Linked DNA regions of Sus scrofa: all the other regions are linked to region 2. Evidence: chromatin contacts called from public Hi-C and promoter capture Hi-C data. All regions are on one chromosome and are shown on one strand. Each heading gives the region's core, a stretch centred on a gene start, on an enhancer-like site or on the middle of the called end of the contact. The rest is flanking DNA. Distances are from core to core; before and after follow the strand shown.

Region 1 (2,883 bases), core at 123-2,622, 720 kb after region 2:
ACTGAACAATACCTAAAATTTGTAGTTCCCATATACTTGAAGCCCAGACCAAATGGCTCTGCCTGCCAACCCAGAGCATGCTTCCTGGGCATGCTTCATGCAAGGCACTCTTTCCTGCTGGGCCTTGGTATGACCCTAGGCCCAGCCCTAAATCCTTACCTCTAAACTCAGGATATTCCCAAGAGACATAGCTGTCTAGGAAGTTTCCTGTTTCAGATGTCAATTTTCTATCTTGAGCTGGGTAATTCTAAACGGCTTCCCTTTAGAAACTGAGGACTTCAGAATCTAATGAGGGGACAGAAAAGTTGACTATAATATTTGCTTTTAAATAGGCCTAAGGAGCACAATTTAGATAATAAACATTTTGAACATGCAAGCCAGTTGTCACAATGTTAGGAATATGAATTAAAATTTTGGATTTATTTGGTCAGATTATAGCAGGGACTGGTCCCATTTTGTGTTTGTCATAAAGAGGTATTAACGAAATGGCTCTTCTTACTTGAAACTGTCCACATTCTTCAAATCTTTATTCATTCAACAAATATGGGAGGTTTGCTGTGTGTCAGGCAAAGGTTATGTTCTCACAGTCATAGGTCTTTATAACCCACACAGCACTGATAAGAGTTCCGCCTTATGTAATAGTTTGATGCATTTTACTAAAGTGTTAAGATCCTTGATGCCTGGGATTTTGTCAATCATTTTTGTGTTCCCAATATCAATGAGCACAGTGCCTTGCACATAGTAGGGACTCAATTAGTATTTGAGAATTGAACTATGCTGCAAGGCTGTTAAAAGGCATTACCAAAAAAAGCACTACATAACTTGTTTTGATTGGGCTAAGAGTCTAAGGCAGAAATGTCAATAGGGTATCCTCGTTAGGCAAGTAAATAAATATTGAGTGTTTATAGGGAAAGGTATGTTCAGTTCATGAGTGGATGAAGCGTGCATAACTGGGTGGAGACGGGTCTGGAAGAAGCGTTGTTCATTTCCCTCTGGTCAGTCCAGAGTGATTGCGTAGAGTAACTAGAATTTCAGTCTTCTCTTTCTAAAGTATTCTCATCCCTCTCACCTTCCTAGAACTACCCCTCCTCTCTCTGCTTCCCAAAGGGCTGTGTCCAAACGACTCCACCTCAAAGTCTCGAGGGTATACCCTGTACCTCTCCAGCTCTGGTTCAAGAACTCTGCAGACCAGGGGCTTTGGGAACACGCGCCAGGAAAACACGGGGTCACGCTCCGGGCAAGCGCCAAACTGGCCTAGGCCGAGGGAGCGGCGCTAAGGGCGGGGCTCCCAAGGGGCGGGGCCGGGCGGGGCGAGGCGGGGCGCAGGAGGCCCGGGGCCGCTTGGGTGTCACCACCAACCCGCTCCGGCCGGAAACCGGCGTTTGTTTCCGGCCGGACGGCCGAAAACCAACGATCCTGAACCAGCCGCCGGAGTCAGAGTGGCGACCGAGTGTGGAGCAGGCAAAAAGCCACTGGGGGAGGCCAGTCCGGATCAGTCCCGTCTGGCTCCAGCTCCTGATCCTGTGCGGAGCAACAACCGCGGTCGCATTCTCCGCCGCCGCCTCCGACTCCATCGTCGTCGGGGGAGGGGCCGGCCGGACCCCGGGGTCACTGCCGTGGAATGAGGAGAGGCAGCCGGGCCCCGCGCTCCGCCCCGGCCTAGGGCCTTGCCCCGGGAGTCGCGAGGGTAACGGAGCCCCCCTCCCTGTCACCCTCCCCCGTCTGCCCCCGCCCCTCCCGCCTCTTCAGACTCCCAAACTCTGACCCTCTGATCGCCACGGTCCCTCTTCTCCTTTCTGATTATATTTCACCCAGAGCCTTCTCCTCTCGGCACCCCCTCCTCGCCCTTACTGTGCCTTGCTTCGTCCCAACCTTTCCCTCGTTACTCCTCCCTTTCACCTGCGTCCCGCGATCCAGCCCTCCTTCCCCATTCTTGGCCTCCCTTCCTCAACTGCTGGGCAGTTCGGACGGTCCTCCCTTATCAGCTAGACTTTCGGAGAGGGATGGTGGACTTTTAAGGTGGTTAGGAGTGCAGGCTACTACTCTCATAGTAGGATAAAGTTCATTTTAAAGTCTCAATATAAAAGTAGAATGAAAACAAGCTTGTTCTCCCTTAAGGATAGCCAAACTGAGGTGCGTCCAGTAATGGAGGAAGGGAGCGAAAAAGAAGTGTGTGTGTGTGTGTGTGTGTGTGTGTGTGTGAGTGTGAGAGGGAGGGAGGGAGAATGACTGATTCTACGGTAGGCTTATGAACTTTAGAAAAAAGAAAAGTTGCTGTGAGCCCGATGGAAACTTTAGAAGCTGATGATGAGTAAGCCGGGGGCTGCGTGATCTCACTCCTCTTCTCATAATTACTAGGTTAACGGTGTGGCTCTGGTCGGGATGGAATGGGATTTGTTTACTGGGCCGGCGTATTTTTAGCTTGTCGGCTCACAAGGAACAGCGCTCTGAGTCTCTCTCTTTCCCTCTTTCTTTCCCTCTCTCTTTTTTTCTAACCCCCTCTTTCCGTCTATGCCTTGGTAGTCTGTCTCTAGAACTTCGGTTGCTTCTCTGGGCAGAGTACAGATATAAAAATTAAGTTAAAAGAAACTGGTGAAATTTTATGTTGAGATTCTCCCGAGCTCTTCAGGGAGTTTTCATGAATGCAAAAACAAAAATTAGCAGGACTTTTCGTTTTAGTACATATATGCATAAAATACTTTTTAGAAAATATAGAAGCTGGTAATTGTTCAGTCTTTGGCTTCTCATACTTTGTATTTAGATCTTGGAGGACGCTGGCGCCCTTTGTCTTTCAACCTATTTCTAAAGTGAGAAAGGACAAAGTAGAGAGAAGAGGTAGTGGTAAGGCTAGTCCAAAAAGGTAGCTAATCTAAAAACCAGAAA
Region 2 (2,740 bases), core at 239-2,738:
AACTGGTATTCATGAGGATGTGGGTTCAATCCCTTGCCTTGCTTGTTGGGTTAAAGATCCATCGTTGCTGTGAGCTGTGGTATAGGCTGCAGACACGCCTTGGATCCTGCATTGCTGTGGCTGTGATGTAGGCCGGCAGCTGCAGCTCTTGATTCAACCCCTAGCCTGGGAACTTACATATGCCAAGGGTGTGGCCCCAAAAAGACAAAAAAAAAAAAAAAAAAAGGAGGAGAATTAAGCTCTATCTCCTTGTAAATTTTCACTGCTACTGGTTACACTTCAAGGTACTTTTTTCATCAATGCATTTCTTTTGAGTGAGTGATTTTTCTCTTTTTGGTGAACTGGAAATACAACACAACAAACTGATAGCAAAGAAAATTTTAATTTTAACAAATGTAACAATAATATTCAAAATATGTTAAAATACCTTGGCTGAGTTAAACTATACTGTTAACTGAGAAAAGTGGATCTATGTAATCTTTGTAGGATACATACAAGAATTCAAAGATGCTCAAGAGTGTAATGGGATTTCTGTTAAAATTAGAATTAAATTTCTAATAGACAATTTGTGAAAGATATGTGAAACGGCAGTATGTTGCAGTGCTACACAAAGGGGATGAAGGGAAAATATTCCCAGAGTCAGACTTCTTCAGTTTGCCTCCACCGCTACTTACCAGCTGGGTGTCCATAGTTTAACCTCTTTGCTTCTGTTTCCTTATCTGCAAAACGGAAAAAATAACAGAATCTACCTCACAATGTTGTTATGAGGATTAAATGAAATACTATAAAACGGTTTGGACAGTGTCTGGCCCGAAGTGCTCAATGCTTCCTATTTTTTGAAAATAAATTTGTGCAATATTCATCTTATCAGTTCTCTGCTAAAAACCCGTCACCATGTCCCTTTCATTGATCAGAGGAAGTTATCCCACTCTTAATCAAAATATTTTCTTTATACATTGCCTCTTGTTTTGGCTGCCGATATCTCCCCTACCACACCACAAGCGCCCAGATACTCGAACACCACCAGTTCCATAAAAAGCATTCAAAACTCACTTATCTAACTTTTTTCAGCAGGTACAAAGGTCCTTGAAATAGGAAAAAACTAGGAAGGATTGCAAATCACTAAGTGAAGTTTAAACATATGAGCACCTGAAGAAGATCTACAAAAAAAATTGTCTGCAGAGTGGCCAGCCAGGCGAATCCACCACCCAGCGAAGCTTTTTAGTAAAATTGTTTTTCACTGACGTCACTGGATCTCTGACCTCTAACGCACTAGAGGCGGGATTAAAGAGACAGCTGGACTTCTTCCTTGCCCTCTCTCCTCCTCCGGACCCGCTGGCGGCTCAGTGGCCAGCCCGCCTCCGGTCGATTTGGCATTTCCATTGGCCAGTTTTCCAGAGGAGGCGGGCCTTGGGGGTGACCACGCCTCCTGGGCGGGGTCTCTCCGCCGTAGGGGTTGGGGACGGTGGGGGTTGCTGCAGCCGCCATCTTGGATTCCGCGGTAGCGGTGGCGGCATTACGGCGCCGCGTCTGGGGAGTGGCTCTCCCCTCCCCCTCCCCCCGGTTCGGTGGCGGCGGCTCCTCCCACTGGGGGGGTGGTACAGCGGCGGTGGCATCTGCGGCCATGGCGGCGACTACTGCTAACCCCGGTGAGGAGACGGAGGACTGGTGTGCCTCTAAAGAAGGAGGGGCTGAAGGGGTTGGCAGCTGGGGAGACCCAGGGCTGAGGGGCCGTAGTTGGGGTGAGAGCGCTGGGACGCGCGTAGGCGGTTAGGGGACAGTGGGGGAAGGGAGTGACCTGGGGGAGGGGCCCGACCCTGGGGCACTGGGGAGACCCGAAGTGGAGGGAGGGAGCAGGCGGGTGAGAGTTGGGGAATCCTTGCCCCGAGTTCTGTTGGAGCGGCTCTTGGCGCGGGGCTGGCCCGCCTCCACTCTTGTGGCGGCGTTCTGCTGTGTGGTGTGGTCCTCTTTCAACCCTCTGCCCACTGTGGACCTGCTTGATGCCGAGTAACTGTGGGCAGAGTGGCTCTTTTTACTTTAAAAGTGGTTTGGACTCTTAAGCACTGGACCACGTTGTTGTTTAGCTGAGGTGTGCTTCCAAACGTTTAGGTTATAAAGCCTTGAATTATACTCAATTTCTCTTGAAAAATAAAAAAGCTGTGCCCCTACCCCTCGCCCCGGGGGCTGTCCTTTGAAACTTACATTTGTGTATTAAAGATGCCTCTAGTGTCTGAAGGCGGAGGTTTGTGTAATGCTTGAGTTTCAGGATGAATCTTGCCAACAGCAAGCATCCAGGACCCAAGTTTAATTTGTTAGATGTGGGTCGAAGCAGTTCCCATTCTTTAAGAAAAGTTCAATTTATGCTATATCTCAATGAATATCTCTTCTAAAAGGAGAGCTTGAACATTTCGAAAAAATCTAGTCAGTCATGTCTAAGAGATGGAGTGGCGTGTAGTGCAGCATGTCTAGACAGATCAGGTCTTCACATTCCTAGTCCCAGTCCTCTTTCCACTATGTTACAGTTATTTCTCCCTGGGAAGTATTTCATTTTAGGGATCCCAGTTTACCTTGCTGACCTTGGCCATTTTCCAGAAATCCCTGTCTTTAATAGCCTTAAAAAAGAAGCCAGAGGTGGGGATGAATAATTTGGAAGTACCTTAGTGGGAGGGATTCACTGCCATTCCCTTGTTGAAATTTAAATTTTTTTCCGTGTCTCTGAAAGGGAGTATTATTTTGCAAT
Region 3 (2,723 bases), core at 39-2,538, 520 kb after region 2:
AATAGACCAACTCCAAATACTCACTCTCCCCCCACCCCCACTTATACCAAAAGTAAAATACCCCATTTTATACCAAAAACTCTCCCTTTCCCCCTTTGTTTTCATCCTCACAAAATTTCCTTTTCAGGGAATTCAAAGGAAACACTTGGCAAGGAAAAGGCAATCACTATTTCGTTTTCCTTTAAAGTATTTAGCATGCCAAATACAAAATATTTACATTTTAAATGTAAGCCCCTTTGAGGAGCTGTGTGTCTGTGTGGGAGGAGGGGTGACAGTGGAGTGGTTAGAAGTGTGTTCAGAAACCCTAAGGTCTCTAACATAAGAAAGTGGGAAAATAGCACACACTCAGCGCTGGGCAAGGTAGGAATAATAATTCACCCACTTCCTTCCCCAAATCTTCTGGAATACCTTTGGGTATTTATCCTGAGAAAGGTGTAAGGGAATGGAAAAGACAGAATGTAAGCAAGAACTAAGAAAAGCTAGACTTTCAAGAAAAGAAAAAAAATCACTCTTATCCCGGTTTTATATTCTACATTGACAGACTTTTAAAAGCACATTTAAACTACAGATTTCCATGGAAACCAACCAGAGGGATTTTAGAAAGGAGAGGCATTGCTGCACCATTTCTATGCACACTGATGTCTGATTTTCATTGGGCCAGCATTGTTTTCCCTCCAAGGTCTTAGTGTTTATTACAGTAACAATTACCTCAGCAACCATTCCTCCAGGGCAGATTTATTTAAAGGTGCCTAACTTATTCACCCAACTGTTTTCAAAATCATTTAGTCCTTCATGGTGGAAGTTAAACGACCATCTCTACGCTGCTTTGGTTCTGCACCAGAAGCTTATCTTCAGCAGGACAGTGCCACGAAGGCATGCTTTTTATGTGACGTGCACGTTGCTGTGTACCTTGGCTACAAAACAGGAGTGTGCTTTAAAACCGCCAAGAGCCAGTGGGTGCCATGTGCTGAATTATGTCTTGCAACTTCCGCACGTAAGACGGATGCTTTCTTCCTTCCTTTAACGCTAAGAACAAACAAAACAAAAACAAAAACAAAAAGAAATCCAACAGGCTTCAAAACCGTCCGATCGCCTAGGGAAAGCGCGCCAATCACACAAAGAAAAGGAGGGGGGCTACTGGGATTCAAAATCATCTCCCCGGGATGAACATCTTTCTGGGCCTATCGGAGTTAACTGCGCGCTTGGTCGTAGCCAATAGACACAGCGTTTCTGGTTCAGGTCCGCCCTGAAGACTGATAGACATTTATGTAGCCCAGTGGCATAGTGAGATGCTGAAGAATCAACCAATACATTCGGAAGGTGGGTGGAGTATAGGCCAGGGGGTTGGCGGTGCCGTGTCATGGAGGCTCAGTCTCCGAGCAGCCATTGAAGGGGAAGGAACTGCGGGTGTGTGTATGTGTGTGTGCGCGTGTGAGTGCGCGCGCGAGTGTGTGGACAAGGAGGTGGGGGCAGCCGAGTTAAGAGTCCTAACTCCTTGGACTCCATTTGCTATTCTCTTTTTTCTCCCACACACCTATCTGGTGGTGGTGGGCGTTTAAATTTGCTTTTATTTTCATTCATTTTGAAATCTTTTAAAATTTTAGGGTTGGGGGGTAGTGAGAGGCAGGAAAGGGTAAGGGAGGAGAGTAATAGCAGAAAAGCAGGAGTAGGTCATGGAGATGAAGAAGAGGATTAACCTGGAGTTAAGGGACAGAGCCCCGGAGGAGGTGAGATGACTCAGCCCCCTCCCCTTCCCCACCAGCCCTGTATTCGGAGGATGGGGTTTCGGGGGGTCCGGGTGGGTATGTGGGGAGCAGTAATGAATTAACCCCCATCTTGGGTTAGAGCTGGGGGGAAAGGTTTGATTTTAACTTTTAAATCATTAAAATCTTTTACTTAAAATGGCGAAGGGTTTAAGTTTCTAGGGGCGTTTTTGTGCGTGCTTGGGGGCTTAGCCCCTTTCTCCTCTCTTCGAGTCCGGCGTTTTGGCCTCGTGGGGGCGGGAAGCGGAGTCTTGGGGGCCGCTCCGCCTCTTCGCTCCCCGGGTTCCTCCTTCTTGGGGCCGGCTGCGTGGGCGCGACCCCCCAGTCCCACTCGCTTCTGTCGCAGCCATCGTTGTCTGAGAAGTTAGTTCAACTTTTCTGCAGTACTTCCAACTCTTTTTTTTTTTGGAGAGGGGTGCCCCCGGCCTCGAGGCCCCTGGCCGTCCGACGTCCCGCCGGACGCGGGGCTGGGGTCGCTCGCCGGGTCCGTAGACTGCCGGCTGCCGGCGGCGCCCACTCCCCCGGGAAGCACCGCGCGCCGACCGCCGCCAGGCGGAATCTGGGTCAGCGGCCAGTTTCTCCGGCCGCGGGCAAGTTTTGGGACTCGTCGTAGTGACTGGAGGTGGGGAGGGGACACGAGGCTTTATCCTCTTCTTCCCCCCCGCGGTGTAACGAAATTCGGCGTGTCGTGTCGTGCTGGCGGCGACTCCGACTTTGATCCCTGGAGACGGTTTCAGAGAACTCAACAAATGGGTCGTAGGAGTTTCGTGTTTTAAAGATGGGTTCGGCGAAACTAAATGATGCGCTCTTGCAGCTGTCGCTTTAGTTAAAGAGACGGGGTTGGGAGGGGCCACGTGAGGCGGGGTCGTGGTCAACTTTTCGGGGTCGGGCGGGAGGCGTTTCCGCCTCCTTTCCGAGGGCGCGGGATCGGCTTCACCCAGCCCTCCCCGCCAGGGGCGG

The links. Promoter capture Hi-C pulls out the DNA fragments that hold promoters and counts their contacts. Hi-C and Micro-C count contacts between places; a contact is called where the count stands out from the background.
Region 1: a Hi-C map of heart right ventricle shows a contact between it and region 2, with 4 times the contacts expected there. The contact joins the promoter of OTUD7B here to the promoter of ARNT in region 2. A contact is called at or near these places in 1 of 5 promoter capture datasets (fetal liver) and 1 of 47 Hi-C or Micro-C datasets (heart right ventricle).
Region 3: a contact with region 2 is called in a promoter capture Hi-C map of fetal liver, with 2.8 times the contacts expected there. The contact joins the promoter of ANP32E here to the promoter of ARNT in region 2. A contact is called at or near these places in 1 of 5 promoter capture datasets (fetal liver) and 1 of 47 Hi-C or Micro-C datasets (heart right ventricle).

The regions. Positions count from the first base shown.
Region 1 is chr4:99,053,054-99,055,936 of Sscrofa11.1, forward strand. It overlaps OTUD7B (OTU domain-containing protein 7B), which reads left to right and starts at 1,373. Exons shown (of 12, transcript XM_001925669.7): 1 at 1,373-1,687.
Region 2 is chr4:98,331,971-98,334,710 of Sscrofa11.1, forward strand. It overlaps ARNT (aryl hydrocarbon receptor nuclear translocator), which reads left to right and starts at 1,489. Exons shown (of 22, transcript NM_001315687.1): 1 at 1,489-1,649. The coding sequence starts at 1,625.
Region 3 is chr4:98,847,826-98,850,548 of Sscrofa11.1, forward strand. ANP32E (acidic leucine-rich nuclear phosphoprotein 32 family member E) reads left to right here and starts at 1,289. Exons shown (of 7, transcript XM_021089919.1): 1 at 1,289-1,727. The coding sequence starts at 1,674.